Linked DNA regions of Mus musculus: regions 1, 2, 4, 5, 6 and 7 are each linked to region 3. A link is a contact called in public HiChIP or PLAC-seq, capture Hi-C and promoter capture Hi-C data. All regions are on one chromosome and are shown on one strand. Each heading gives the region's core, a stretch centred on a gene start, on an enhancer-like site or on the middle of the called end of the contact. The rest is flanking DNA. Distances are from core to core; before and after follow the strand shown. Region 1 holds the start of Arf1 (ADP-ribosylation factor 1). Region 2 holds the start of Fam114a2 (family with sequence similarity 114, member A2). Region 3 holds the start of Zfp692 (zinc finger protein 692). Region 4 holds the start of Zfp39 (zinc finger protein 39). Region 5 holds the start of Trim11 (tripartite motif-containing 11). Region 6 holds the start of 2310033P09Rik (RIKEN cDNA 2310033P09 gene). Region 7 holds the start of Guk1 (guanylate kinase 1).

Region 1 (3,920 bases), core at 558-3,057, 920 kb before region 3:
GTTGGGAGCTAGGAACAGAGCTTGGGTCCTCTGTGACAATAGTATGAAGAGTTTCTTCAGTTCAATTGTCCAACTTCCTTTTTAATACACACTTGGGGATGGAGTGATGGTTCTGTGGTCAAGTCCACTGCAGCTCTTGTAGAGGAACTGGGTTTGGTTCCCAGAAACTGCATAGTAACTCAAAACATCAGTAGCTCCAGTTCCAATGGATCTTCTGGACTTTTTGGGCACCAGGCACCCATATGGTATACATACATATTTATAGACACTCACATATATAGATAAAATAAGTAAATCTTGAAAAATTATATATATTTAAGTGAATATACAATTTAACATTCAAAGTTCATGTGCAATATGAAAATTTCACTGTGGCTTCAGCTGACCTGGGGAGGTAGGAAGAGCCTGCCTAGGTAGGTATCCACTTCAAATGTATCATCCATTACACATGTGGATATTAAATATCTACAAAGGCTGTTTAAAATTTTAACTGACACAAATAATTATTTACGGGGTACAGAGTGATGTTTTGAGCGGGACTACAATGTACAGTGGTCACATTACAATAAACAGAATGACTACCACCCTGTCTCCATTTTTTCATAATTTTAGCCTTTTTAGGTACAGAAAGGGAGTTTGGTTCTTGACTATTAGCCTGCGGTTTTCTGGACACCCCATCTCTTTGTCGACTTATCCATGAGGCTAAGACAGGCTTCTGGCATGGCTGGAATCACAGGTCTCAGGAGATGTCCTGCCATTTCTCCAGGGTTGGTGGCAGGCAGCGACACCCAAGGCTTTGTATAAACACTTGCTGTGTGTTGAGGGTGAGAGAGAACAGGCAAGCACCCCCATAGACGTTTACAGAAGCAGCATTTGAAAATGGAGCCCTGAGCGATGGAAAGGGATGTGTTAGGGTCAAGAAGGTGACTATTGCATCGAATCCTGCCAGGCTCAGCACCCACAACTCTGGGGAGAAAGCTCTGGAGGTCTCAACCCCCAAACACAGTGAGGATGCCCTGTACCCTGTGCCTGGACACAACAGTGGCTGAAGCAGGCCCTGGTAACAGAACTGTCTCCTGCTAACTCAATAGATAGGGCTCCAGGCTCAAAAGAATCTCCCAGGGCCCTCAACATCTCCTACCTGTGGGACTTCTCCCAACAGCACACGGGGTGGAAGAACTGGATAGGGAGGACAGAGCCTGGGCCTGATTCCTGCATCGATGGGGAGAGTTAACGGATTCCTCCTCACCTGCACCCTGAAGGAGGCCACCCCATCACTGCCTCTCAGGCAGTGCTATGCCCATGCAGGTGTCTGGTCCTCTCAGTCAGCTCTGAGCGTGCACACAGGTCCAAGACCAGTGTGGAGACATGGTGCTTGTCTGACATTTGGCCTGCGCCTCTTCCCACTTTGGCCATCTGTCGGTCACATCATTCTCTTCAATTCCAGGGCCCAGCTGGAATATCAGAGACCCTGGGGTACTGTGAGAAGGACATTACACCTCCTAGGGCTGACACGACCTTCCCACTCTGACCTTGGCGCTCTAGAACGCTTACTGGCCTCAACCCCCGCATCCGCGGAATGGGCTGGAATTCCGCAGGAAGGCGCGCGTGCGCACGCGCCGGCGGACACGGAACTCCATACACCACACCCTTGCTCGTTCTAGTGCCGGGAGCCAGAGTGCTAGCCCGGGACCCGATCCGGAAACAGAGCGACCTCGGCTCCGCCCCGTGAAGGCTACAAAGTGCAGACGCGCAAGCGCCATCCGTGTGGGGGCGGGGCCCTCTGCGTGCCCGCCCTCTTCCCCCGGCGTGCCCCGCGGCAGGCGCTGACGTGGCTGCCGTCAGCGCCGCCATCTTGTGGGAGCGAAACCAACGCCTGGCTGGGAGCAGCCGCCGCGGAGGTGAGACGCGGGGCGCGCTGAGGCCGAAACTGGGGAGGCCGCGGGCTGGTCATCGTGGGAGTCAAGGGGGCGCTCAGCTGCGGCTGCTAAGGACCGAGTCCGGTCGGGCGGCCTGAGGTCTATGCTCAGTGAGCTCGGCGGCAGGCCGGACAGAGGATCGGGACGCCCCGGAGTCCCGCGTCGCCCACGGCCGCTTGGCCCTCCCCCACTCCGCGGCCCTTACGCCTGCCTGGCCGCCCGCCGCGGGCCGCAGCCCGGAAGTCCGGCCAGGACGCCGGCTCTTCTCCAGGAAGCCAGGTTTCCTGCTGTTCCTCTCTGCGCCTCTCCTAGGCTCCACGGCCCGAGAGCCTGGGAGCGGGGAGCAGGGTTCGGGGGGTCACGGGGTTTTCCTTCTTAAAGGCTAGCCGGCCGCTTCAGATACGGCATGAACCGCGGGCTTGGGGAAACTGAGGCTCGGGTGGCCCCGAGACGACGTCAAGGTCACTCGGGTGGCGAGGTCTTCCTCTTCTGTCTCTCGAGTCCGGTTCCTGTCGGCCTGGAGGACCGAAGTTGTAGGAAGGGGGAAGGGAAAGGGACAGGTGTCGGACAGGGGCTCCGAACTGCGGATCCAGGTGCTGGGATTTAACACGCGCATTTGCGGATCTCGGGGGATACCAGAATACCCACTGTGATCCCCAATTAGCCGTGATTTGGGCCCCGAATATCGTCGGTGAGATCTGCATTGGGGTGCCGATGGCCCCCGGAGGGGTTTGAGCCTTGTTTCGCCTCTTGACCGGCTCCTTTATGCACTTTTGGGTGGATTAGAAAGGCCATTCTGAATTGGAGAATCTTTAACCTGCCCATGGAATAACCCGTTCCCGGCCTCTGAGCAGTCCGCAGGTACAGAGACCAGGTCCAGTACACAATTCTGGCTGTCCATTTAGGGTGGTCGTGCCATGTCAGTTTGTAGTGTAGGTAGCTACATATGTTGTATGGTCTAGCTACATAGAACAAATGCAAAATGCTAGGGATTCTGTTCACATCAAGAAGGAATTCTCCCATTCAAACAGCAACTGGCTGCTTTGTCAGGAAAGGAAGGGTCAGCTGCTCTTGGTCCCAGAAGTCATTGGAGAGCCCAGTAGTTGATGCCACAACCCATGTTGGAGTCTTCTGTTGTAGTTCTTGTTTCACAACTAGTGGTCAGCAGTTTTTCCTGCAGGCTGATTCTGGTGGTTTCTGCCGTGTCTGTCAGAAGACTAGTGAGGTGCCATGGTGCTTTGTGTGCTGGCCTCGTGTCTCTCCTCTGTCTTAGCCAGTATCCACAGTGCCTGACATAGGTGACTATAGTGTCCTCACTTTTGAACTTTTAGCAGCACTAGCAGAAATAGCCTAAACTATGAGATTTGATGCACTGTGTTACTACCTGGTTTCTCTGTTTCTCCAGAGAGTTGTGTGGTGTAAGGGCCAGTCACAGATGTGTGAACTACATTGTCTTCTGTGGCATAAAGGTTTCCCTTATTGGAATGTCTCTCACTTATCCTTAGATTTGAAAATGGGTCTGAGTCACTGGATCACCACACTGTTCTCTTGCTTGTGAGGCAGATGTACAGAATTGCTACTTCAAAAAGGTTTAGGAGCTAGATGGTAGAGTGCTTTTCTAGCCTTCGTGAAGTCTTGGTTTGGATCTCTAGCACTGCATACAAGGTTTAAGGCAGTGTGAATAACAGCTGACTCATACTCAGTCTACTCATCCTGAAAGGAAAGTAGCAGTAACTAGTTCTGTGGCCCTCACACAGCTGTGATTGTAAGTCATGCATCTGGGACGTCCACTGTGCCCCTTGCCCCTTGTAGAACGGATATTCAGAATCTTTGCTCCACTGGGCTGCTTCCTCTGCCCAGGACCAGACAGGCTTCAAAATACCTTTTCTTTTTCTTTTTCTTTCTTTCTTTTTTTTTTTAAAGTAAAGGTAAATTAGACCAGCAGTTGCTGTGGTAACCCAGTGTCAGGCAGCCTAACCAAGAGAAAAAACTTGTTGTGCA
Region 2 (3,910 bases), core at 960-3,459, 790 kb after region 3:
AAAAGCCTTTGTTTTCACATCTACTGAATGGGGTTAGTAACGGTAACAATCCTGGAATGTCTGGAAGCATGCATGGATGTAGGTACATTACAAATACATGCTATTGTCATTATTACACTTTTTAAGATACTTTCCAGTTAGGTCCTACTGTATCTGCCTAGATCACAGTCCTTTTACCCCATCTGGGTACCACACTTATTTAAATCCAATCTAACCGCTTGTGATATATCCAAATACTGTCTTTCAAAGAAAAACAAAATCTATTAGGAGACTTCTCACTATTTAGGAGATAAGCTTAAAACTTCAGATAGCAGTTGTAACACTCTGGGAGTTCAATATGTAGGAACAGTGCACACGTGCACAAACTGCCTGAAATAGTTTGTAATTTGGTATGGTCTTAAGTTGCACCTTTATCACTTGCTCTGATGTGCTCGAGGCCGCTTAGTTTCCATATCTGGATGCTGATTCCATTATCATCCCCTTCTTTGCCTAGAATCATACAATGTTTCCAGTCCCCACACAAAGCTTCAGTTACGTGTGTCTTACTCTCTACTGTCTCTAAACTGTCTTCAACCTCACATTCTGGTTCTAGTTGTTCCTTTTGCTTATCATTTCCTTTCCCCAGTAACAGCTTCCCATGAGAAATTAGAGAAACTGTGTTTCTGAGAAAGGTCTCATGTAGTCCAGGCTGGCCTCGAATTTGCACTCCAAGGTAAACTTGAGCTCCCCTCCTGCCTGTACCTCCATCTGCTAAATGCTGGGATCACAGACCTGTGCCAGTACTTCACCTGGAAAATAATCTTTATAGAAATGTCAGTTATCATTTAGTGACTTACCATTTTAAAGCTACTTCTTTTTTTGAGAGTAGTTTTGATTTCTTAAATGGAATGTACTGGCAGTAGTAATCTATTTAAACAAAACTCTTCAAAATTCTTGGTAAGTTTAAGTGCAATGGACTCTAAGACCAAAATTTTTCAGAATTGTCACTATAATACTAATGGCAACATGTAAAAGACAAGACAGTTACTAGTGGCCCAAGATACATTCCTATACATTTTTCCTTTACAAAAGAAAACCAGAAGAAATCTTTTTTCTGGTTTATTTGTTGGACCAGACGTTTTTGTTTGTGACAGGATGTGGTTACTTAGCTCTGGCTGGCCTAGAGTTCACAATGTAGCCAAGGCTAGCCTTGAACTTGCAAATCTTCAAAGGAACAGGCATTTAGTAAGGTCGTAGAGAATATCAGCATACGGAAATGTAAAGAATTACTATTGAAAGTAAAGTCAAACATTTGAAGGGTTTTAGGAAGTGGCAGTTACATCTGAACACTGATGTAAGGGATTGAACAGAGGAGGGGAATCTGTTCCTTTTTTTTTTTTTTTTTTTTTTTTTTTTTTTTTGTGCTCAGGATCAAACCCAGGGTCTTGCACATGACAGGCAAACGCACTCCCACTTAGCTATACACCAACACAACACAACAGCGAGACACTCGAAAGCAAGTCTTTAGGGTTTCAGGTGCCCCCCCCACCCCATATTTTAACACAATTTTGCTTAATGTCTTCTTGGATAAACTGCCCAGGGACAAATGAAGCGATGCACTGCACATCTAAAATTACAAATCAAAAGCATATCACTCTCCTGCTTAGAAACTATCAATTACTTCCCATCGAGTTCCAAATTTTAAGTCAAACGCCTGGTCACCGACCTCACAAAGACCCAGTGCCCAAGTTCTCCGCCCCCCCCCCCCCCCCCCGTCTCCCTTTACTATTTATTCAAAACCTCTACTCCTCCTCCCTACAGGCAGGCTTCCCCCTTCTCACTTCCTCACTCAGTTCCGTTCCATCACCGCATTTAAACTTGGACGAAAGCACTTAACTACCCCCTCAGATTCCGTTGTTTTGATGGTGGTGGTCTCCCTTCCTCACCACCTTTGCAGTGAGCTGAGAGCAGGGCCCGCCCTGAATTCCCAGTTTGTGTCCCGGATCGTCGCTGGCCCTCGAGTATTCTGGAAATACCTCATGGCGGAACCCCGACACCCACACCCAGCCTTCACGGAGGGCGGACATCCTGGCATCCCCCGTGTCCAGCTTCAAGCATCCTTTACCTCTCAGGAAGCCACCGGAGCAGCGGATTCACTCACCTCTCTGCAGTCAGCGCCTTCCGCCCTAGAGGATGCTTGACCCGGAAGTACTCCTCGACGGCGACCCCGCCTCCGCGCTGAGGTCAGGAGTACTTCCGCGACGGTCGGGTCGGATCGGCGAGCGAGCGGCGGTGGCCGCGGTGAGGGGCGGTGTCGGGGTTGTGGGGCTTCCGGGTGAGGGCGGCGAAGGCTGGGGGGTCTCGGGGTCACGGGTTGAGGGGCTGCAACGCTTCCAGCCATGTTTGGTGGGCTTGCCGGCCGAAGGGCTGGAGAGCTTGTTTACCTGAGGCCTGGGGGTGGGACCTGCGTGCGGACGTGCGGAGACGAGAGACCCGCCACGTTAGCTGGGGAGTCGCCGCAGCCTGCAGCTGGGGCTCCCTGTCGCACGGACCGGCGGCAGCGCTGACCCCAGGCTCGGCTTCCAGCTAGTCAGCCACGCCAGCCACGCCGCCTCCGGGTAAAGGCGATGGTCACGCGTGTGCTCTGGGCATATTTGTGTCTCGACTGTGAGGCGCCTTGTTTGACTTCTCCAGTCACCTGGATTGTTCTCCTCCAATCAGGAAAAACCATACCCGGAAAACATTAAATAGTACAATTCCGTATGTCTGGTATGTGTTTAATCTTACTTATAGGAACGGTGGAGAGGGACATCACCACTCACGAATCTTGTCTCCTGACTCAGCCTAAACTCTTGGCACGTCCTCGATGCTTATTAAAATCTCTATTGTGCAAGTGAAATAATAGGGACAGCTGGAGTTTACTAATCGGAATGTTCTAGTTTCATAAAATTTAAATGAACGTATGCAATATGTGCGTTCTATTTGCTTACATAGAGCAAATCGAGAGACTATATATTATATGTTGTAACTCGGAGAAAGAAGAAAAAGGTAGCTCTAAAACAGTGTCTATACAGCTGCAAGAACACCTTCTGAACTTTGGGCAAGCATGTCGGTGTCTTTTTGTTAGATCAGCCTTTGGACTGACAGGGGCAGAAATTGCCTTACATATCTTCTCTGTCTCCAGAACTGGGTCCATATGCAAAAGGTTCTTGCCATGAATAAGTTAAACGAGTTATTTTTCTATTTTTCTGAGTTAGTTTGCATGGCAATTGGTACTTGTGTATGGAATTTTTTTTTTCTATGAGTTTTTGGGACAGTTTAATATATGCATATCGTGTACCCATAGAGTCTAGGCAACACCTTTTTTTTTTTTTTTTTTCACGTGGAAGAGGTTTTATTGGGAGGGAGAGACAAGATGGCAGCAGAAAAAGAAGAGGAGAGGAGGGAGAACACTAGGCAGCATATTCTTGGTCTACCTTTCTAGCCTGTCACCCTTGCTTCTTCCCTAATAGAGACATGACTCTAGGGGATTATATCATGGCTCCCTGACCTTTCTTCTGTGCTGTCTCCATACCCTTTGTTTGTTTACCTTCCTGTTGCTGTGATAAGATACCCAGACAGAAACAAGGAAGGCGATCTTATTCTGAGTCACAGTTCGCTTGTCCAGTGGCAGGAAGGTCACGTAGGAAACTGGTCACTTTGCACCCACAGTCTAGAAGCCGAGAGCAGGGAATGCTTGCCATCAGCTGGCTTCTCCTTTTGACACCTTCCAGGATCCCAGCCTTTGTCATTGTGCCACCCACAGTAGATGGGTCTTCCCGAGTCTGTTAACCTCAGCAGGACAGTCTCCACAGATGTGCCCAGAGGACTCTCTGGTGGTTCTAGGCATATCAGTTTGGCAACTGAGATTGACTGTCATAAGCCTGAACTT
Region 3 (3,641 bases), core at 511-3,010:
TACTGCAGACCCTTCCGAGGCCCAGGCTCTGGAGCTGGAGGTAAGATGAAGCAGTCATGCAAGGACCAAGAAAACCACTCAGGCCATCCTAACCCTCTAAACCCACTGGCAACCTCAGGACATATACGACATCGGTTTATTTGTTTTTTTCTAATCTTTTTTAAAGATTTATTTATTTTATGTATGTAAGTACACTGTAGCTATCTTCAGACACACCAGAAGAGAGCATCAGATCCCATTACAGATGGTTGTGAGCCACCATGTGGTTGCTGGAAACTGAACTCAGGACCTCTGGAAGAACAGTCAACGTTCTTAACTGCTGAGCCATCTCTCCATGCCCAGACATTGGGTTTTTTCTTTTTTTAAGCATTCTTTTAAAAATATTTTATTTGTCATTAGCTTTGTATATCTGTGGGTGTGTGCACATGAGTGCAGGTGCTCCTGGAGGCCAGGGATGTTGGATCTCCCTGCAGCTAGAGTTCCACACAGTGAGCCTCCTGCCATGAGCACTAGGAAGGAAAGGAATTTGGGTTCCTCTGCAAGAGCAGCACACCACCCAGCCATTGCTTCAGCCCCTGAAGAGTTTGAAGGGATCTTGTTTTTGTTTTCAACCTAGATGCACAGTTGTTTGTTGTTTTGGTTTGGTTTAGAGCCGGGACAAACACACCCAAAGGTCCCAAGGCAAAGCTCCTTTCCCACAGGCATGGCAGCAGGCTTATTTTGGGCTTGTCCTCTTCCCGAACCCAGTAGGAGCTTCTGATCCATTTCTCTTGAGACATTCAGTCTCTAGGAGGCGCCACTACCTGTTAACGTCTTTTACCTACCTGCACAGAGGACACAGCCTGAAGAAGTGTACCTGCCAGAGAGGAGCTTGGTGTCAGCTCAGAGCCAACCACCCTCAAGTCTCCGCACTCACACACTTACAGGGCCAACCCTACAGACCTCCCATTCGCTGGGGCTAGGAGGGGAGGAGCAGGCCCACCCTGCCCAAACGAGAAACCCAAGGCTGTAGGAACCGGCTTGGGGCTGTGTCTCGGTGCCCTCCTTGGTCCCTCCCGGCCCCTAACCGGTCCAACAGGAACTTGGCGAGCTGCGAGTGCAGGGAGAAGCCCAGCCGCTCCTTGAGGAGGCACCACTGTTCCATGTGGCCGCCCAGGCGGATGCGGCACTTGCTGCGGCGCGCGTCCAGCTGCCTGCGCTTCTCCCGCCGGCGGCGGGATGCGTCTGCCACCGGAGAGGCCATAGACGTGCGGGCCTACGGGAGGAACGTGCTGTCGTCGTCGGGGCTTTCGGGACAGACACAGCCCCTCGCTCCGTCTGCAATGAATGGGGAGACCATAGTGCCTCCGCAGCGCTCGCGCCTCTCGGATCCAGCCACCCCTTCTTAGAGCCAGGGAGGACACTTGGAACACGGGGGTCGCAGGCAGGGGGAAAAGACTGGAAACTTGCTCTCCTTGTCTGGAGGCGGCCAGGTCTGCGTGCAGCCGCGCCTTGGCCTTCTCCCTGCCTCCCATGCAGGGGAAGCCCACCCAGCAATGCTAGGACACCGGGCCAACCCTCGTGGGGTCTTACCTGCACGCCCCAACCCGCCTTTGCCCAAACTGCGCCTGCGCTCCCCGGACCCGCGTGCTCACTCCGAAAGCCACAGAAGGACCGGGGCCCACCGCGCGCGCCGCCGCTGTTTCTCTTTTAAGAAGAAACCGTCCCCCCTCGGCGTCAGGAGGCTACGGCCTGGACTTGCAGCGGGAAGACAGCTGTCTGCGCCTGCGCCCCGGGAGCCCCGTGCAAAGCCTGCCGGGAATTGTAGTTAGCCTTAGTCCTGAACGACTGTCTGGGATTCTGTCGTCATTGCTCCTTCTATTAGCATCTCTGCCTATCAGTTGCCACCAAGCAAACGCGAGCTGCAGCATCCGCCAGCTGAAGCCAACTAGAGTCCTTTCTGAACCGCGAGACCACCCTCCAGCTGCAACCTATAACCTGCCACCATCCACACGAGAAGTTGCCTACACTTTGTACAGACTCTGATTTCACATCGTCTACAAATGGCTCTGATGGAGTTATTTCTATCAAGAGACTGCAACGGCACTTGTCAACGGCACAAGTTTTTTATTTTCTGTTTTGCTTGAAACAAGGTCTCATGTAATTCAGGCTGGTGTCCAAACTCACCATGTAGCCAAGATAGCCTTGACTCCTGCCTCCACTTTTGAAGTACTGAGATTAAAGGCCTGCACCTCTCTATGTTGCTAAATGAAGTGACCAATTCTGTTGCCTCTCTGCCCCAGAATGGAGAAGAGTTTAGCTCTCTCCTCTTGCCACACATTCATCTCACTTTCTTCTCAACTTCACTGTCAGACTAGACTTTGTCTGCTCCTGGTTTTCTCCCGCTTGGCTGGATCCTCTTCTCTCTTAGATCCTTCTGTTACCAAAAGATGGAATGGACTAGGCTCAGGTCCCTGGCAAGCCTCTCTTTTAGGTATGCTCTTGGGGGGGGGGGGGTGATGTAATTAGATCACCCATTGATTGATGTTTCTGGCTACCCTTTTGGGATTCCAGACTCCTTTGACTGCCCAGTTGACTCTCCATGGTTAAATGGCTTAATATACTTCATGTTTATAAAGAATTTACAAGTGCCTGGCACAAGGGAGTCCACAATGAACAGCCTTAGGGCTCAAACCTCACTCCAAGTCACTTGCACTACTGACTGTTTTCTGTAGCAAATCACTACAAACTTGACAACTCAAAACAGCAGAAATTTACTCGCTTACAGTTTTGGAGGTCTGCACCAAAGTGCTGAACAGGGCTACAGGTCAAGCAAGAGCTCTAAGAGAGTTTTCTCCTTGCCTTTTTTATCTTCCAGTGGTGACCAGCGTTCTGGGACTTCTGGCCATATCACATAAGCTTCTGACTCCACACAGCCTTGCTCTAGTGCAACCCTTCCTCTTCTTTCAAACACAGTCCACTTGGGTAATCCAGAGGACCTCCCATTTCAACACCTCAAACAGTTATAACTGCAAAGTGTTGGCTACAAAAAAAAAGCAACTTTCACATATTCTAGTAGTTAGAACACGGATGTTTGGTGAAACTATGTTTCAGCATGCAGTATGATCATCATAGACTGTTGAGGCATCTCATCAGAGAAAGATGCTTGCTGAGCAAGTCTGGGGCCTCAGTTTAATCCCTAGAACCCAGCATTAGGGTGGAAGGGGGAGAATGGCCTCTAAAGTTGTCCTCTGGTCTCCACAGACACGAGGCATGGCACTGATGCTCACACACGATATGTACGCACAAAATAATTTTTATTTTTAAAGATGATCACCACATGTGGTGGCACACACTTTAATCCCAGCACCTAAGAAGCAAAGGTAGAGCCGGGCAATGGTGGCGCACGCCTTTAATCCCAGCACTCGGGAGGCAGAGGCAGGTGGATCTCCTAGTTCGAGGCCAGCCTGGTCTACAGAGTGAGTTCCAGGACAGCCAGGGCTACACAGAGAAACCCTGTCTCAAAAAAACCAAAAACCAAAAAAAAAAAAAAAAAAAAGCAGCAGCAGCAAAGGTAAATGGGTCTATCTCTATGAGCTCCACGCCAGCCTGATCTGCATATCAAGTTTGCCAGGGCTACGAGAAAGAGAGAAATGAGAATT
Region 4 (3,980 bases), core at 487-2,986, 600 kb before region 3:
TTAAGTGGGTTGTCAGCACATCCAACAGGGGCCAGGGGCTTAGCCTGGCGAAACCTGAGGAGAGACTTAGTACCAGGGCTGTTGTAGCAGCCCAAAGGTGAGGATGAGAACTAAACTCTAGAGGGAGGGGAGGGGAGTTGTCTCATCCACAGGGAAGAATCAGAAGCAGGGTCACAAAAGCTACGAGGCCCTAGAGGGGCTGTGTATTTATGATCAGCTCTGAAGGAAAGGTAGGGAAAGAAGACAGGAAGGGGCCCAATAGCTCCTGTGGGCCTAAACACTGCAAGATTGTAGCTCTCAGGAGGAGGGGGCAGGTGAAGAGAGCCAGCCGTAGCCTCAAAGACCGTGGCTGGGGGTGTGGGGGGGTACCTCTGCCTCCAAGAGTACCAGAGGGGCGCCAAATAACTCAATAGCCACTTCCGCAGACTCAGGGAAGTGTTTGAACTGACCGAATGGGAAATTTACCTAATGCCGCTGGTGGATGGGGCCTGGGGGGCTGAGAGGGGAGGCGCTGAGCTATCCGTGAGTCAGAACGCCAGTCTGCTGCAGATGGACTGGAGGTGAAGGATGGGTCCCAATATGGCTCAGACCCCAAGGGGGTGCACAGACAGGAGGAGGAGCCTCTTCAGGTCAGGACACCATAAATGTTACAGTTCCGAGGGGAAAAGTGTCCTGGCAGATGGGAGCCAAAGAACAGCACAAAGTCACACCACACAACAAACCTCACAACAAGAGATTTATTCGGACAAAACACAAGTAGGTAGCTGCCTCTGCTCTGGAAAGAAGTAGCAAGGAGCAACGGAGCTGGAGGTGGACTTTTTAAGGGGTTTCTTGGGGAAGGGGGCGGGCACAGAGCTTTCCAGGATGAGGATTGGTGGGATTTGAAGTCCGGATCTTGGGGCAAGCTCAGGGGTTGGTGAGATTTGAAGTTCTGAGCTTAAGGGTTTTTTTTTTTTTTCTTATGGGGCGGAGCTTAACCTGCAGTTTTGGCCTATAGAACGTTTTGTAGGTGGAGCCTAGTGGTTGGAGGGCCTCAGGGGCAGGGCCTGGCCACTGGGTGCTCTTTGAGGGGCTTATATTTCCTATTAATACAGTCAGATTAATTTTTCAATGTGAATTCCAGGAAAATTTAAATGACAATGTGTGTCACATTTTATTTGTACTTGACATTCTCGTTAACAGATAGTTTCTATTTGATTTCTGTCAGCTTCTCTATTCAAAAGTTCTGGGGCCAAAGATCAAAGACAAAACACACACACACACACACACACACACACACACACATACATACACAAGAAAACGTTATTTGAAATTTAAAAATAATTGTCATCGTTTTCTTTACATTTGTGAATAATATATTCCTATGTACAGTTCATAATTCACATGACATAATTCACATAATGAACTAAATGCTAATCTCGTCATCCACCTGGAGTGAGCTTTACCTTCGGACAAGGGGAGCATAGCGGTCAACTCATGTAATCTCAGCGCTTTGGAGCCCAGGCAGAGGGACTGCCATGAGTTCGAGGCCAGCGTGGGTTTGTCTTGAAAAACAAAATACAAAACAAAACTGAAAATATTTCGCAGCAGCCACTTTTTGGGGTAGTCTGCCTTTCTCAAGTCATCGATTGGTGCTATCTGTGGCCAATCAAGGCACGATGATGGGGCGGGGACTGAGGGGCGGTCCAATCAGGAGCGCAGCCCGGGCACAGGGGCGGGCCTTGGCGGGTTCGCTAGTTCGCGGGGGCTTTGTCTCGCGCCATCTTTACATTTGATCGGTCAGTTGAGCTGGGGTGTCCGGGTGCCTCAGGCCAGTCAGCTGCCGGAGGCGGACGGGGGCGCCATGGTGAGTGCTGCCCGCAGGAACCGGCAGGGTTCCGGTTTCCTCCGCTTTGCCCTGTGCAGGCGGTTCGGCTCTGCGAGGCCTATGCAGGGCTGAGCCCACAGGCTGTCTCCCTAGGTCTTGACGTGGCTGAGCCGCCACACTCCCTGACTCTGCAGGGACACTTGTCCTCAGCCGCACTCTTCTCTTGGTCCAGACTCCGGTGCCACAGCTGCTGTGTCCGGTGTCTCACTGTCAAGCAGTGACAGCCCTGGATGCTGGAGCAGCCTGAGGTGTGGCGTGAGCCTGGGCTGGGGCATCTCCTGGCCTCCGCATTATCAGCAAGGCTCTTACTGTACTGGCTTGTGTGGAGAGTGTAGTGAGAGAGCACGTGCAGCGTCTCTCTCTTCCACACTGGATTCACGTCCTTTGCCGTAATGATGTATCTGCTCCCTATGGCTCTGGAGACACCTATTTGTGAAGTGTATGTACTTGGTAACCAACTGTCAGCTCGATGGGATTGACTGCTGCCTACATTAAAAACACACTCTTGGCTGTGTGAGGGCCGTTCCAAAGGTGACATTCCAATGACTCTGGCCTCATGAGTAGATTAACCCCTGCATTACTGGTGGGGCAGAGTTGTAGGAAGTTAGTCCTAAGTGTGGCTGTGGGTATCAAAAGAATCTGTGCCCTTCTTTACAATGGGGCACAGAAAAATTTCAAACTCCATTTAAAATCCCCATTTCCCCTAACATCGTAAAATCTCAAATAGAACTCAAAACAGTTAGTAGAACAAGTCAGAATTCCTGCCTCTTTGACTGGTCTGTAGCTATAATTTACATTATATACCACGGAATCTATAAGTTTCAAGTTGATACTCTTGGAAGTGTCTTTCTAATACTATGTCATGTGGAAGGAAGAAACTTAAGTTTTTATAAATACTGTAAATGGTATAGCAAAGCTTGTGTCAGTACTTGGTGTGTTGTGATATTGTCTAACAATTGTTTTGAAGCATTTTCCAGCATTTACTTTTATGACAGCAGAAAGTTTGAATTGTGTACTGGGGGCACTGCATTTGCCAAGAGCACAAGATGACAGTGACTCCTTTGCTGGAGACGAGAGTGGGGTGTTGTTCCTTTGAATTTTGCTTTAGTTCATGTGTGGTTGCAGTGTGTCCGGCACAGAGGTGGCTCTAAGTCACTCACATGGCATCTCCAACATTGCTTTATAGAGGAACTTGCAGCCTGACAGTGTGGAGAACTCCTTGAGTCAACTCCCCAGTCGATGTCTTGAAACTAGAAAGCGTAAGAGAAGCTACAAGAAGAGGCCAGTCACCTACAGTTACTGGAGACGGACCCAGCGGAATAGAGCAAGAAAACACAAGGCACCAGTAAAGGTAAATGGGGAACTAGAGAAGGTCATGTATGTGCGTGTTATCTTCCTTATTCCCTTGCCTTATCTAGAAACAGTGGTATGAAATTATAAGTATGCAATGTACTCTTTATTTAAACATGATTTAGTGTAACACACCATAGCAATCAACAATTGAAAATCCACAAGAGTGCCGTCCAGATGGATCAGTGGGTAAAGGACTCAGTCCTGACGACCTGAGTTAGATCTCCAGGACCCTTATGGTGAGAGGAAAGAACCAGGTCCCACAATTTGTCCTTAGACCTCTGTATGTGATGGAGAGATACAACATTGTGCTTGTAATTAATGTCACACTTGATTAAAATAATCAGCATTTCTATTTCCTGAGACTAGAAATAAGACATCTCCATCCTCACCGCCTCTGTTGTCACTGTCCTAGAGGTACTTTCCACAACCTTTGGCAGCAGCCTAGGCAGCACGACTAAGGGTCATGTAAATTGGAAGGAAGAGGGTCATAACCGCATGCGTTTGGAGATGAGCTGGCACTCCGTTCATTACAAATAGGACCCATGAAAAAGTTGAGCAAAATAACAGGGGTCAGAAATAAAATCAACTGTGTTTCTCTACACAAAGGAACAGTCCAGAAATGAAGCTGAACAATTCCAGTAGTTGATATCAAAAGCAGAATATTCAAAAATATTAAAAAAAAATCCAAATCTTAAGAAAGATGTTACGTCTTGATTGTGGAAGACTAGACTATATGGTTTGTTTTGGGGTTGTCAGATGT
Region 5 (3,949 bases), core at 469-2,968, 670 kb before region 3:
GCCCTGGGATAGGCCTGGGCTTGCTCTCCCCTCAGCTCCTGGTTCCTGCCGATGTAATCCCTCCTCCGTCTCTTTGGTTCTCTTCTGGATACTACTCACTCATGGCCCCAGAGCCAAAGAGTGAACTTGTCACCAGGACCACGTAGGCCAGCATGGCCTAAAGAACCCCTCCCAAACTCTAGTGAGTGGAGGGATGGCTCACTGCAGGCCCACTGGTCACAGGGAAGAGCTATCTGCCCATTTCCTGGCGTTACCAGAAAGCAGGCTGTGTCCCCCACACCCAAACCTGCTCCTGTGCTGAACAGCCACAGATACCTAAGCGTACGCAAGACAGAGCATCCATTCTGCAGGAGGGAGACACCCTCTCTGCCATCAGCCTCCTATTTCACAATCATTTCCTATTTCACAAGGTCTCTTTCTGGTAACTCCACACCTTTTGGGATAAAAGGCCTAAGGGTAACTGCTTCTCTGAGCTTTTCTTTCTCTTTTCTTGTGTGAACCCCTATGCAAGAGAAACTTAGTGTTACTTAAGCTGATCTGTCTTGTCTGTTGTTCAGACAGTGAACTTAACAGGACAGAGGACAAAGGTTTTCTTTTTTGGCAATAGAGCAGCTTTAGTGTTGTCCCTTCAGGGCTTATCATGTCATTCGTGGAGAGATGTGGGTCTCTTTCAGCACCATTAAGGGGTTTGGTGGCAGGGGGGTAAACCTGCCAACCAATCATCGGTAAACCGGGTATGGACGAAACGAAATGAAAAATTACTGGGACGATCTCTGTTTATAAGCTTTTTAAGTTTATAAGTTTATAAGTTCACCTTTGTGCTAAAGTCCAAAGTAAAGGAGACTTGGTGCCTGGTTTATTCTGGTCACCCAAGTTCATGCAGTGATGGGGACACACTGGCAGAGTATCAACTCTGACACAGGCCAAACTGTTGATCTGACAGCGGGCCCCTTCACAAGCTCTCCAAGCTGAGTCTGGACTGACTACCAACACCCGGTTTTCCCCAGAATGCACGTGCATCTCATCCTGGAATAAGACAGGCTACAATCCCGACCCCGTCACAGGATCAAGTTAACTGTAACTCACACTTCCTCAACTCAGGGCAGGGCAGTAACGGGACATCCCTTCGCACCGGGCACTGGCCGGCTGCACCCAATGGAACGCACCTTGAGGTCGTCCGCCGCCTCCTGCAGCGGTCTCACCCGGTGAGTCCAGTGCTCCGAACGCTCGCAGATGGGGCACAGCAGGCTGAGGTCGTCGCCGCAGAAGGTGGTCAGCGGCTCGCGGTGCGCCGCACAGACGCCCTGCGGGACCGGAGAAGGCGGGTGCAGGCGTCGTGCCATTTCTGCCATTTTGGCGAGCGGGCGGTTGGGCCGTAGGTTCCTCTGCGCCGACAGCTCGCGACACTCGGGGCACGCGTATGGGCCCTCGGGCTGGCCCCAGCAACGTCGGATGCACTCGCGGCAGAAGTTGTGGCCGCAGTCGGTCATCACCGGGTCGGTGAAGTAATCCAGGCAGATGGCGCAGGTGGCCTCCTCCTGGAGGTTGGTGGACAAGTCTGGGGCAGCCATGGTGCTGGCGTCTGCGCCTGGATCGAGCTTTTCGTGGTGCACCGGGATCGGGCAACTCCGCCGCGAGAGCGCAGTGGGAACGGGCCAGGAGCAGGTAGCGGCACTCTCAGCCTCCTGGGTAGTGGGTACATCCGGCACTAAGCTCTCAGACTTCCGCCGGAAGAGAAACCACAGCGGAAGCAGGAAGCTAGTTTTTATTATTTTTTAGAACCCGTTTGTTCTTGGGTTGGCCGCTGTGTATCGGGGCTCGGGGTCGGAATCGAATTATAGTGCAAGAGATCGCATTTTCGCCTCTCTTGCGGTGACAAGTCTCCGCAGGTGGTGTCCCCGCACCCCAAGATCCGGATGCTGCAAACTTTGGCCATGGGTTCTGTAGCTAATCTCTTGTGCACTGTGTAAACCTTTCTCCGGTCAATACAATGGCCAGTGAGCTTAGGCAGGAAATTAGAAGGTGTGATGCCTGGAAAAGAGAGGGGCCGGGGTGGATGCCGGGATCGACACCGACGCAAGTTTGGCCCCAGAACGCTGATGGAGATAGCAGCAAAAACTGAGAACCAGGTAACCAGCCACGTGTGGCAGAACTTAGAATAACGGGATGATTATGCACGAATCAGGAAACAGTCAAAGCTTATGGTGGTGACCGTCTGCGGCCACAACTTCTGCCGCGAGTGTATCTGACGTTGCTGGGGCCAGCAACTTAGAAAAGTTGTGGACAGCGAGTGCTAAACTAGAAAGCCAGGCACGGCTTCTCTCCCGTAAGATTTCCCGTAGCGGCGGGCTGAGCGCTTGAGCGGCCGTCTATAAGCAACTGGGTAGCGAGCCGGAACGCACTCCAGCCTGCGTCTGCAGCGGCCCGGGTCTAGCACTCCCGCGGCTGCTGAGTCAGGCAGCGGCCGGCCACGAGCCTCTGGCGTGGCCCGCAGGCGAGCAGCTTCTCAGAGCTGCACGAACCAAGCGCAGTTTGCGATCCAGAGCTGGGGCACATAGGCCTGGCTTTCAGCCGGTGGCTGCAGGTAAAGACCTAAAGCCATTCTCGAGCAGCAGGTCGGAAGGGCCTGCAGAAAGATGGAAACAATGGGGGCAGCCTCCTGAACTGAGCTGAGGGGTTGAAGTTAGCCACCGTAGACACTTGCTGGTCTGTGGAGCCTGCAGACGCACTAAAGAACAAAAGGAACATTTTCCCGCAGCGGCTATGGGACTAAAAAGCCCCAAACTTCTGAACCGGTAAGGTATTAAGTTTGAAAACAATAAAAGAGGAAAGAGACTAAATATAAAACATCGTAGACAAATATAGTTTAAGTTGGTAAATCGAAGTTTTTAAGGAGATAGAGATTAAAGGGAAAATATCTTCTATGATAAAAATGGAAAGAACTCAGTGGCACAGGGCATCTAGAGTCTGTATAATTTTTGCTATAGTTATCAGCATATAAATAATTTTTTTCAGTAACGATAACAAATTTTCTATATCTTTTTAAAGAGAGATCAAAAGAAAGCAAACTTAGATAAGGAGAAGACTGGAAGATGTAGGTTACAGGCCTTAGAAGAAAAATTAGAAAAAAATATAAATAAAAATTAGGAAAACTCTAAAGTAGTAGAGATACGACGAGAAAGATATCTGAAAAATGAAGACAGGTCATAGAAGAGAAATTGGAAAGATTTATAAATAAAAATGAAAATACTAAGATAGTAGAGCTACAAGAAGAAGAAAATATAAAAAATGGAGATGGGTCTTAGGAGAAAAATTAGAAAAAAAATTATAATTAGAATTGAGAAAGATACTGAGATAGACAGGGGAAAGAAGGCTAAAACATTCAGTACCACCTTGGAACAAGACTGAAAAGGGCAGTCTACATCTGTTAAAAAACCTAAAATGATTTTCCAGACTTGATAAAGGAATTGGGAGGAGATGAAAGAAATTCACAGGGTTATCAAGAATTTGAATGGCAACTTCTAGAAGCACAGGATTTTAGAACGCTTAAGGAAGCAGTAATGAGCTATGGCTTACATTCACCATATGTAATAACTGGGCCACACAAAAAAATCATATAATTCCAATCAAATGGAGAGATTTGATGCCAGCCATCTTAAAGCCTGGCCCTCAATTGCAATGGCTGAGGTGGAAAGATGAGGCTTCCGTGTGGGGCAGTGAAATAGGATGGAGGTGCTGATGGTGTCGGCCATCAGTTACTAAGTGAAGGACTGTTCTGGATTGAGAGTCCAGATTACCCTGACGATGCCGTCCTACAACAGAGCCTTACAACAGGGTGGAGTTCAGTCTTTTACAAAGGTGACCCAGGGCCCAGATGAATCTTTCACTGGCTTTTTACCAAGGTTAACTCTATCTCCAAATAGAGCAATATCAGATCCAACTGCTAGAG
Region 6 (3,845 bases), core at 829-3,328, 900 kb before region 3:
CCCAGCCACAGAGGGACAGTTAGTTGGGCAGGTAGGGAGTGGGCTGGTAGCTACTTGGCATCCAGGGCTCTGGTGTCCTTTGGTGTAGCCATTCTCAGTCATCAGAGCTTCTGTCTTGTCGTCTGCGGGATGGATTCCTTCCACTGTCCTGGCTATGTTCCCGCTTCCTCTTAGAGCAGGGAGAGAAGTCAGAATGTCTCTGGTGTCTGGGCCTACAAAGACAAGGACAACCAGACACTTAAAGGGTCCCTCACCCTGCCAAGCACCACACCAGGCCTGGCTAGCTTTGCCTCCCATTTCCTTAGTGTCCCAGGTAGAGTTGGGCCTAGCCTACCGGGGAGGAGAGGGAGATGAGGAGCAGCTGTCAGCCTCCCTCTTATGTTCTTTGTCTTTCTTCTTTTTGTGTTTCTTGTGTTTCTTCTTCTTTTTCTTCTTTTCTTTCTTGCTTTTCTTATGGCTCTCTGCACTGCAAGAAACAATACAAAGGATCCGAGCTTGAAGGACTCGTGTCTACTCGACTGTGGGGTAGTCTCACCCAGCAGGGAAAGGCAGACTAGAACAGGATCCATTGTGCACTGATAATATCTACATGTCGGGAGTTCATATTTATAAATGAGCTTATTAGGCTCCATGGCCACAAAGATGAGTGCTGGAATGCTGCCAACCTGGTGAGCCTCCTCTCTCCTTGGAGACAAGTTCTCATTATGCAGCCTTGTCTAGCTTGGAACTCACTATTTTACCTAGGTACAAAGTTGAGATGACACAAAAGTAGAAGTAACCAGACACACGTACCAGCTTGTGAGAACTCTGAGAGATCAGCCTGCTGTCTACCAAATGCTGGGATTAAAGAAAGTTGTGTGCCGCCCACCCCACAAGCACCTCCCACCAAACTGGCCAGTATCATGGTCCTGAGCGTCACCCTGCTGGGTCACCTATGGCAGCTACTGAGACTCCAGCCCAGAGATGGAGGTCCGCCTACTTCAGTCAAACTAAGAGAGCTAAGGCAGTCTGCCCCTTTATGCACAGGGAGGCAGACTCAACTTACTCCGGTTCGACCTTGTCCTCAGCGCGAGGCTTCTTCCTGGGAGCAGTTGGGGCAGTGCTTGGGCCTTCGCTGTCCACACGGTGGTGCTGTATGACATGAGTAGCCGTGGTGAGGAACACCCAGGGAATCCTGCCCCACATCTCAGACACCTCTAAACCCCAGGATCCTGTGCATTGGGCTTGACAGGGTTTACCGTGAACACTGACAGCCCAAGTTTGGCAGCCTCTTTGTCTTCTCGGGATAGCGCCACACGGCCCGCGGAGCCACTGCAGGGGACAGAGCATTTGAGGACAGTTCTCAATCACCGCCCAGGCCTACCCTGGACTCCCCAACTAGCCTAACCTGGCGCTGCCCAAGCCCAGGAGCCGGTCCACGCCCTTCTCCTCGGGGTCTCCTCCTTCCCGTTTGCAGATCTCCACGAAGTCCTGCGAAAGCAGGGTAAGATAGGAGGTTCTAGGCCGAGACAGACGGACCCCCCCACCCCCCCCCAACCACCCCGCGGACCTCGAACCCATATCTCAGACTCACCTCCTTGCTCAGGCCGGTGGGCTGTTTCCTCACGTTCTTGTAACCACTGCGAGCAAAGGTCAGGAATGCTCATCAAGGGTCTGGCCCCTCGGTCCCCTTCTTTCCTGTGCCCCGCCCACATCCAGCCCCGCCCCAGGGCCACCCAGATCCCGCCCTCGGGGCTTGCGGTCGCCCCGCAGACCAGGCACTTACAGTGCGGCCAGCAGCGCCTCACGCTCCGCCTCGCGCACGGCTGCCAGCTCTTCCTCACGGCTCGGGCCGGTACACGGCGCGCGGTCCTTCGCGTACCAGGTGAGGTCGCGGCCCTTCTGCCAGCGGCCTACTGGCGCCATCAGCGAGTTGCCCAAGTAGTTCTCCCTCTGCTTGTCAGTCTTCACGTCCTCCCAATTGAACTGGTCTTGTCCGCCACGCACGCCACCGCGATTGGAGCCGAACATGGCGCTGGAGCCACTGCACAGCCTTCAGTACCCGCGGTCTCTAGTCGGACTTCCCGCAGCACTCCGGACGCACGCCGTGACGTCACTCTCGCGCCCCCGCGCGCGCCTGCGCTCTCGCTAACGTGCCCGTGCGCCTGCGCACTGCGTATCCGAGGGCCTTATCAATCAAGATCCTCTTTCTAAAGGGCGTTCAGGGCTTCTCTGGCGCATCCTTCATCCTAGTGCCACGTGCGCCTGCGCAATAGCTCCTCAAAAAGGCGGCTGTGCTATCCCACCTGATAACTCTCGTGTGAAGGAATCTCGGTGGAAGGGGACACTACAAAACCTTAGTGACACCAGGAGGGGCCGGCCCCTTGCTTTCTGGAAAGCCAAGAATGCTAACTCCAAAGGTCCCGGGTCACTGTTGAAACTAAGTTAAATAATGGCAAACCTTCACGGAACAGAGGGACAGATAAAGTCACCAAAGAAACATGGATTCACTCTTCCATGCTCTGGGTGACAGAATATGCGTATGTGACATGAAAGCCAAAGCATCCCTAAACCAGAGCGATCTGTGTTCTCTGCAGGTGAAGCTTTACTGGGCAATTTACTGAGGCTGCGCCTCAAAATGAACAGAAACTGAGCTACATCTTAATGACAGATCACTTGCTTAACATGATGGTCTTGGGTTTCATCCCTAGTCTGAAAAAATACCCATCCTGGAACTCTCTAGCATCCCAAATAGACCAAGACAGCCTCATTTTTATGTCTTCATCCTGAACACGTTGAGTACCTGCCACAGCTTGTGAGGCTCTTGGTATGAGCCCTGAGGTCATGGCCTGGCTTTAGAGGACACAGTTGGGACAGATTCCTCAGAACAAGATCATACTCGGGATGAATGGATGGTCCCAAGGGGAGCTGCACAATAAAGTGGAAACGTATCCTTTATTTGCCTGATGTAATTGTCATTTCTGAAGCTTACCGCCTCTGTCTGCTAACCCAGGCCTTGTCCTGGAAGCTTCTAGCCTCCATACAATCTTATCTTGGCCTAGAATGTTTTCAACCTCTGAGACCTATTGCTGAATAAGCTCACCCTTTAATGCTCTTCTGAACTCTATCTAGCTGGGTGGTCAACTCAGCTATTCTGGCTCAGACTCCTCCACACTGAATGATTCAAATTGGCTTCTTCCAGCTTCCCCCGAATTGCTCTGCTTGGCCTCATACGACCTTTGGTATTATGTTCTAATCTCTGGCTCATTTTCTGGCTCGTTCTGTCTTCACCTGGCTAGTTTGTTCTTTCTCTGCAACCTGTCTCTGTACAATGGTCCCAGTAAACTGCCCTCTCCTATTCTTTCCCCTAAGTCACTTCTTTCCTCTCTGTTCTCATGAGAGATAGGCATATCCTATTCTGTCAAATCTCCCTGAGTCACTGGAAATCACTTTCAAACATGGGTGCTTCTTTCTAACTAAGTTTACCTTCATTGGGATTAAAGGTGTGTACTAAGGCTGAGGCACACAATTAGAAATGTTTTTTTCCAGTAAACAACAAAATCTGCAACAATAAGGGAGCATCGGTCAGTCATGTGGGCCACAGCAAAAGAAGAGCATACTAGCCGTCTCCTAGGAAAGGTCTCCAGAAAGCCAGGGAGCAGCTTCTGGGCCTTCACCTTTAACCAGGCCAGGTATGCTTAGGACACGGAAGGTCGAGCTGCATGGTCAGATCACAGAATGCATACTAGGTGACGCTAAGGAGGAGGTGGACTATGGGTCTGGGAGGTCACGGGACAAATGTCTAGAACGGTTCTAAGGCCTGTGCATCCTTGTATAATCACCTATTCTAGTGACACCCAGAATGT
Region 7 (4,196 bases), core at 583-3,082, 880 kb before region 3:
TTCCCTCTCTCTCCAAATCTTTTCAAATTCTTCTTGCCTTTCAGCCTAAGAGAAGCCAATTAAATTAAAAACAAAGAACCTGAGTGCTCTGCTCTTCACAACCACTTCTGCAGTCTTAGCCATTCCGTTCAGCCTTCCATAGACTGCAGGGCACAGTCTCAACACAGCCTTATAGTGGTGGGACAAGACCAGATCCATTCCACCCTCCTAGAGAATATTCCCTCCCTCCCCTTCCCTCCCTCCCTCCCCTTCCCTCCTTCCTCCCTCCCTCCCCTCCCCTCCCTTCCTTGCTTCCTCAGAGGCACCAGAAGAGGGCATCATCTCATTACAGATGGTTGTGAGCCACCATGTAGTTGCTGGGATTTGAACTCAGGACCTTCGGAAGAGCACTCGGCGCTCTTAACCCCTAAGCCATCTCTCCAGCCCCCTGTGTAATATTTTTAAGAGTAAAATTAGGCAAAGATATTTCTTATAAAGTCAGTACATTTTCCAAGGAATCTCATGTGCACTTCCTTCACTGCCCCTCTAGATCACCTCGAAGCTCAGGACTTCTCTCCAAAAAAAGCTTTTGGAAAGAACTGATACTTAACTCAACTGTGCTGCCCACTTTACTGCAATTCTTTAATAAGTTTGTTTTATTTAAGACAGGGTCTCCCTATGTAACCTTGATTGGCCTAGAGCTAACTATGTAAATGGAACCTGTCCTGAATGTTCTAAAGGTCGGCCTACCTCTACTTCCAAGTGCTGACATTAAAGGTGTGTGCCACCACATTGGGCTTATTTTTCTTTTATCTCCTGAATTAAAGACAACTTCAGCATTCTCTGAGATCTTTGCCTTCCCGTTTCTTTCTTTCTTTTTTCTTTTTTGTTTAAGATTTATTTGTTTGTTTGTTTATTTATTTATTTATTTATTTATTTATTTATTTATTTATTTATTTATTTATTTATTGTAAGTACACTGTAGCTGTCCTCAGACACTCCAGAAGAGGGAGTCAGATCTCGATACGGATGGTTGTGAGCCACCATGTGGTTGCTGGGATTTGAACTCCTGACCTTCGGAAGAGCAGTCCGGTGCTCTTACCCACTGAACCATCTCACCAGCCCCTGCCTTCCAGTTTCTTGAAGTAACTTATTTAAAAAATACTTTGGGGAGCCACAATAGTACATACTTTTGTTTGAGATGGGGTTTTTCTGTGTACCCTGGCTGTCCTGGAACTTGCACTGTAGACAAGGCTGGCCTTGAACTCAAAGATCCATCTGCCTCTGCTTCCCTTGGTATACATCTTTTTATTACCGGCATTTGGGAGGTAGAGGTAGATGGCTCTCTGGGAGTTTCCAGACAGTCAAGACTACATAGTAAGACCCTATCTAAAAAACTAAAAGACTTAAAATTAGGTGTATGTGTCTATGTGTTTGGGTAAGAGTACATGAGTGCAGGTGATGCGCCTGCCCAACCTGAGTGCTGGGAACTGAATCTGGGTCCTCTGGAAGAATAAATAGCACGTGCTAGCCGCCTCTTGAAATGATTTAACAGTTAACCGGCTAACCCGAAAATGTAACTAAACGGATTCGAAGCTGACTTCTGATGTGTTCCTCTCAGGGTCTTTGTAAATTGGTAGGGTTTGAGCCTAGGGAAAGAAAGGAGGGTACGGAAAAGGGCGGAGTTTGGAGAAGAAACAACGAAGAGAAGTGGGCGTGGTCGTCGGGGAGAACCGCGCAGTGCGCCTGTGCATCATCGCGGCCCCCCCCCCCCCCGTTGGGCTGAGGTGTGGCTGTCGCTTGGGGGCCGTGACAAGGCGGGATTTAATGTGGTGTAGGTGGGGCCGGCGAGGGAGACGTAATGTCAGCGGGCAAAGGTGGGACGTGGCCGGCGCTGGTGCTTTGCGTACTCGGTGTGCGTAGCCATGCCGCCCTCCGGTGTGTTCCGGTGGGCCGGCGCGCCGCTGTGACGTAGTCCTGCGGGCGGTCCCTGATGCTGCGGCGCCCGCTGGTCGGGCTGGCGGTGGCCGCCCTGGGTCGGGTCCCCGCGGACGGTGAGTGCGCTGGTGGCTGGTTGTCTTCGGAGTGGGACTTGTGGCAGCATATTTCCCTTGCGTGCCGTCTCCATCTTGTGGGGATGCCGGGTGAACGTGTTTCTCGGGACCCCAGAACGACAGGGATGGGCACGCGGAGTCCCAGCCACCAGCAGATCGGTGCAGCATGAGCCTAGTCTGCGCTCTTCCTCTGTTCCCTACCCAGCCGGCGTCCTGGGTAGGCTCAAGCACATGGCTTTACTCCTGAGCCATTGCGGGCGTTGGACTTCAGTGCCTGCAGATGGTGCAGGCCCTGCAGACTATTAGGATTTGGCTTGTCCCGATTTGTTTTGTTTTAGAAAAAAATATTAATCTGCCTTTGGGCTTATTATTCTCAGGCATCGTTTTATCCAACGTGGAAGTGGGCGGGGTTCGTTCTGGTGGTGCCTGGAGGTGGAGCAGGTGACATTAGCTCCGCGGTATCTGAGGAGAGAGGGAGAAAGCAAGTAAATGACTGGTCAGCCTTTGATAGGCTCCAAGGAGAGAAAGAAGAATGCAGTTTGTTTCTGTGGGTGCTCCTTCAGTTCACCTTGCAGGAGGTCATAGGCTAGTTATGAAAGCGACTACTAAAGTTGTTTCCCTTTCTCGTCTGTCTTGACAAACACAAAATATCCAGGAAACATGATGTAATTGGAAAAGAAAAGGCAGAAGGGGATGTGAGAGGAAAGAGCCCAGGCGACAAAGAAGGAAAGTTAGAGTAGGGTTGAGCTCTTGGGAGGCAGCCATATGAGCAAGGCTTCTTGTATCCCTGACTCTTCTGGTTGGGACTTAATCTTCCCTGTCCCATCCTGTCCTGTCCCCATCCTCCCTGATTGCATGTGATGGTGTCTGTCTTCCTTCCTTCCTTTCTTTCTTTCTTTCTTTCTTTCTTTCTTTCTTTCTTTCTTTCTTTCTTTCTTTCTTTCTTTCTTTCTTTCTTTCTTTCTTTCAAGATTTATTTATTATCTATAAGTACACTGTCTCTTTCTTCAGACACACCAGAAGAGGGCATCAGATCCCATTACAGATGGTTGTGAGCCACCATGTGGTTGTTGGGATTTGAACTCTGGACCTCTGGAAGAGCAGTCAGTGCTCTTAACCACTGAGCCATCTCTCCAGCCCCGGTCCCTATCTTTCTTGATTCTGCTTCTGCTGGTCCCTAGTCTTCCCTGCCCTGCCCTACCCATTCCCTGCCTACACGTCCTGGGCCTCAGTTTCCTTTGCTCTACCCTGTCCCCCATCCTCCTCCACCGTTCAGTCTTCCCTGACCCTGTAAAGCCTTGGTGTCCCTTCTGCACGATCGAGCAGATGACAAACTGTGCAGTGTCCTAGGGTCTTTCCCCTTTATCCTCGTTGGGTTCTGAGCCCTTTTTCCTTTATGTTCCCTCTACCTCATGATTCCTGGCCAAGGAATCAGCCCGTTCCTTTTTGTCCTTGCTGGGAAGAGACACAAACGAAGATGGGCAGCACCAGGAAGGTGCAGCAGGCTGTCCGTGGTTGGCTGCTGCTCCTCCACCTCTTTGTTGGGAGGCCGTGGTAGGTCCATCTGGCTCAGAGGAATAAGATTGAAAATGCTTTGGCTGCTCTGGCTGCTGCTGTTGGAAGAGGTGCCTAAGTCCTGGGGGCTCAGGGCTCGGGTGTGTCACTCATGTCTGCCTAGCGCTGTTTGTCTTGGAGGACTAGTAGTTCTTCTCCTTCCTGGAAGGGCCTGCTCTTCAGTTGACAGGAGGGAGGTGATGGTTGTGACAGATTTCCAGTCCTAGAGGCCTGAGGTATAGATTGGAAGAGGATGTATAGGAAGTTTTGTCTAGGACGTCCCAGCAGAGCATGTTCCCTCCAGTGCTCCTATGAAGTCGCTTGAATCTTGGCTTGTTTTACAATTAGGGGCTTGGGGCTCTTTGTCAGGCAGTTGAAGTTTGGGACTGGGAAAGCTGAAGAGATAGGGGTCCAAAGTTTCTTCAGTGGTCTCCCCAAAGGAAGTTGCTTCTATCCACCACACACTTCTGTAAATGCTAGGCCAAAGACTATATCTATAATTTCTGACATAAGCTGTGGCCCTGTGGAGATGTAGTAATGGTCTTGTCACCTGGCTACTGGTGAGAGAGAGCCCCTCCTTCAGTGGGCCTGGGGATTTCCCAGGTCCAT

Evidence for each region. Promoter capture Hi-C pulls out the DNA fragments that hold promoters and counts their contacts. HiChIP or PLAC-seq counts read pairs in DNA pulled down with a chosen protein or histone mark. Capture Hi-C pulls out chosen DNA fragments and counts their contacts.
Region 1: a contact with region 3 is called in an H3K27ac HiChIP or PLAC-seq map of extraembryonic endoderm stem cells, with 7 times the contacts expected there. The contact joins the promoter of Arf1 here to the promoter of Zfp692 in region 3. A contact is called at or near these places in 7 of 39 promoter capture datasets (the C10 cell line, embryonic stem cells, hippocampal neurons and 3 more) and 5 of 115 datasets of contacts at active chromatin or transcription factors (embryonic forebrain, embryonic hindbrain, extraembryonic endoderm stem cells and 2 more).
Region 2: a contact with region 3 is called in a capture Hi-C map of macrophages, with 10 times the contacts expected there. The contact joins the promoter of Fam114a2 here to the promoter of Zfp692 in region 3. A contact is called at or near these places in 5 of 39 promoter capture datasets (the C10 cell line, cranial neural crest, liver and 2 more), 2 of 484 Hi-C or Micro-C datasets (LSK cells and bone marrow-derived macrophages), 5 of 115 datasets of contacts at active chromatin or transcription factors (astrocytes, bone marrow-derived macrophages, extraembryonic endoderm stem cells and 2 more) and 3 of 9 other capture datasets (adipose tissue, liver and macrophages).
Region 4: a promoter capture Hi-C map of pancreatic islet shows a contact between it and region 3. The contact joins the promoter of Zfp39 here to the promoter of Zfp692 in region 3. A contact is called at or near these places in 6 of 39 promoter capture datasets (the 3T3-L1 cell line, the C10 cell line, cranial neural crest and 3 more), 1 of 484 Hi-C or Micro-C datasets (B cells), 10 of 115 datasets of contacts at active chromatin or transcription factors (T-cell acute lymphoblastic leukemia, astrocytes, bone marrow-derived macrophages and 5 more) and 2 of 9 other capture datasets (embryonic stem cells and pancreatic islet).
Region 5: a promoter capture Hi-C map of neural stem cells shows a contact between it and region 3. The contact joins the promoter of Trim11 here to the promoter of Zfp692 in region 3. A contact is called at or near these places in 11 of 39 promoter capture datasets (the 3T3-L1 cell line, the C10 cell line, cranial neural crest and 7 more), 13 of 115 datasets of contacts at active chromatin or transcription factors (acute myeloid leukemia, bone marrow-derived macrophages, embryonic hindbrain and 7 more) and 2 of 9 other capture datasets (embryonic stem cells and macrophages).
Region 6: a contact with region 3 is called in a promoter capture Hi-C map of neutrophils, with 4 times the contacts expected there. The contact joins the promoter of 2310033P09Rik here to the promoter of Zfp692 in region 3. A contact is called at or near these places in 6 of 39 promoter capture datasets (cranial neural crest, embryonic stem cells, hippocampal neurons and 3 more), 4 of 484 Hi-C or Micro-C datasets (CD4 T cells, cortical neurons, embryonic stem cells and 1 more), 6 of 115 datasets of contacts at active chromatin or transcription factors (astrocytes, embryonic stem cells, forebrain and 3 more) and 1 of 9 other capture datasets (adipose tissue).
Region 7: a promoter capture Hi-C map of embryonic stem cells shows a contact between it and region 3, with 2.6 times the contacts expected there. The contact joins the promoter of Guk1 here to the promoter of Zfp692 in region 3. A contact is called at or near these places in 4 of 39 promoter capture datasets (cranial neural crest, embryonic stem cells, frontonasal cranial neural crest and 1 more), 4 of 484 Hi-C or Micro-C datasets (the N1E-115 cell line, cortical neurons and embryonic stem cells) and 6 of 115 datasets of contacts at active chromatin or transcription factors (astrocytes, embryonic forebrain, embryonic stem cells and 2 more).

What each region holds. Positions count from the first base shown.
Region 1 is chr11:59,226,154-59,230,073 of GRCm38.p6, reverse strand. Arf1 (ADP-ribosylation factor 1) reads left to right here and starts at 1,807. Exons shown (of 5, transcript NM_007476.3): 1 at 1,807-1,901.
Region 2 is chr11:57,516,943-57,520,852 of GRCm38.p6, reverse strand. Fam114a2 (family with sequence similarity 114, member A2) reads left to right here and starts at 2,209. Exons shown (of 14, transcript NM_026342.3): 1 at 2,209-2,280. Mfap3 (microfibrillar-associated protein 3) reads right to left here and starts at 2,188. Exons shown (of 3, transcript NM_180599.1): 1 at 2,141-2,188.
Region 3 is chr11:58,305,188-58,308,828 of GRCm38.p6, reverse strand. Zfp692 (zinc finger protein 692) reads right to left here and starts at 1,760. Exons shown (of 12, transcript NM_182996.3): 1 at 1,573-1,760; 2 at 1,068-1,317; 3 at 825-856; 4 at 1-34. The coding sequence starts at 1,243.
Region 4 is chr11:58,901,981-58,905,960 of GRCm38.p6, reverse strand. It overlaps Zfp39 (zinc finger protein 39), which reads left to right and starts at 1,736. Exons shown (of 5, transcript NM_011758.2): 1 at 1,736-1,846; 2 at 3,054-3,218. The coding sequence starts at 1,844. Gm12257 (a long non-coding RNA gene) reads right to left here and starts at 1,615. Exons shown (of 4, transcript XR_879896.2): 1 at 1,446-1,615; 2 at 466-672; 3 at 1-54.
Region 5 is chr11:58,975,862-58,979,810 of GRCm38.p6, reverse strand. Trim11 (tripartite motif-containing 11) reads right to left here and starts at 1,718. Exons shown (of 6, transcript NM_053168.2): 1 at 1,167-1,718. The coding sequence starts at 1,571.
Region 6 is chr11:59,206,594-59,210,438 of GRCm38.p6, reverse strand. 2310033P09Rik (RIKEN cDNA 2310033P09 gene) reads right to left here and starts at 2,078. Exons shown (of 7, transcript NM_024210.2): 1 at 1,766-2,078; 2 at 1,574-1,619; 3 at 1,388-1,470; 4 at 1,239-1,311; 5 at 1,046-1,131; 6 at 335-466; 7 at 1-212. The coding sequence starts at 2,010. The coding sequence ends at 95.
Region 7 is chr11:59,189,588-59,193,783 of GRCm38.p6, reverse strand. It overlaps Guk1 (guanylate kinase 1), which reads left to right and starts at 1,832. Exons shown (of 8, transcript NM_008193.3): 1 at 1,832-2,033. The coding sequence starts at 1,973.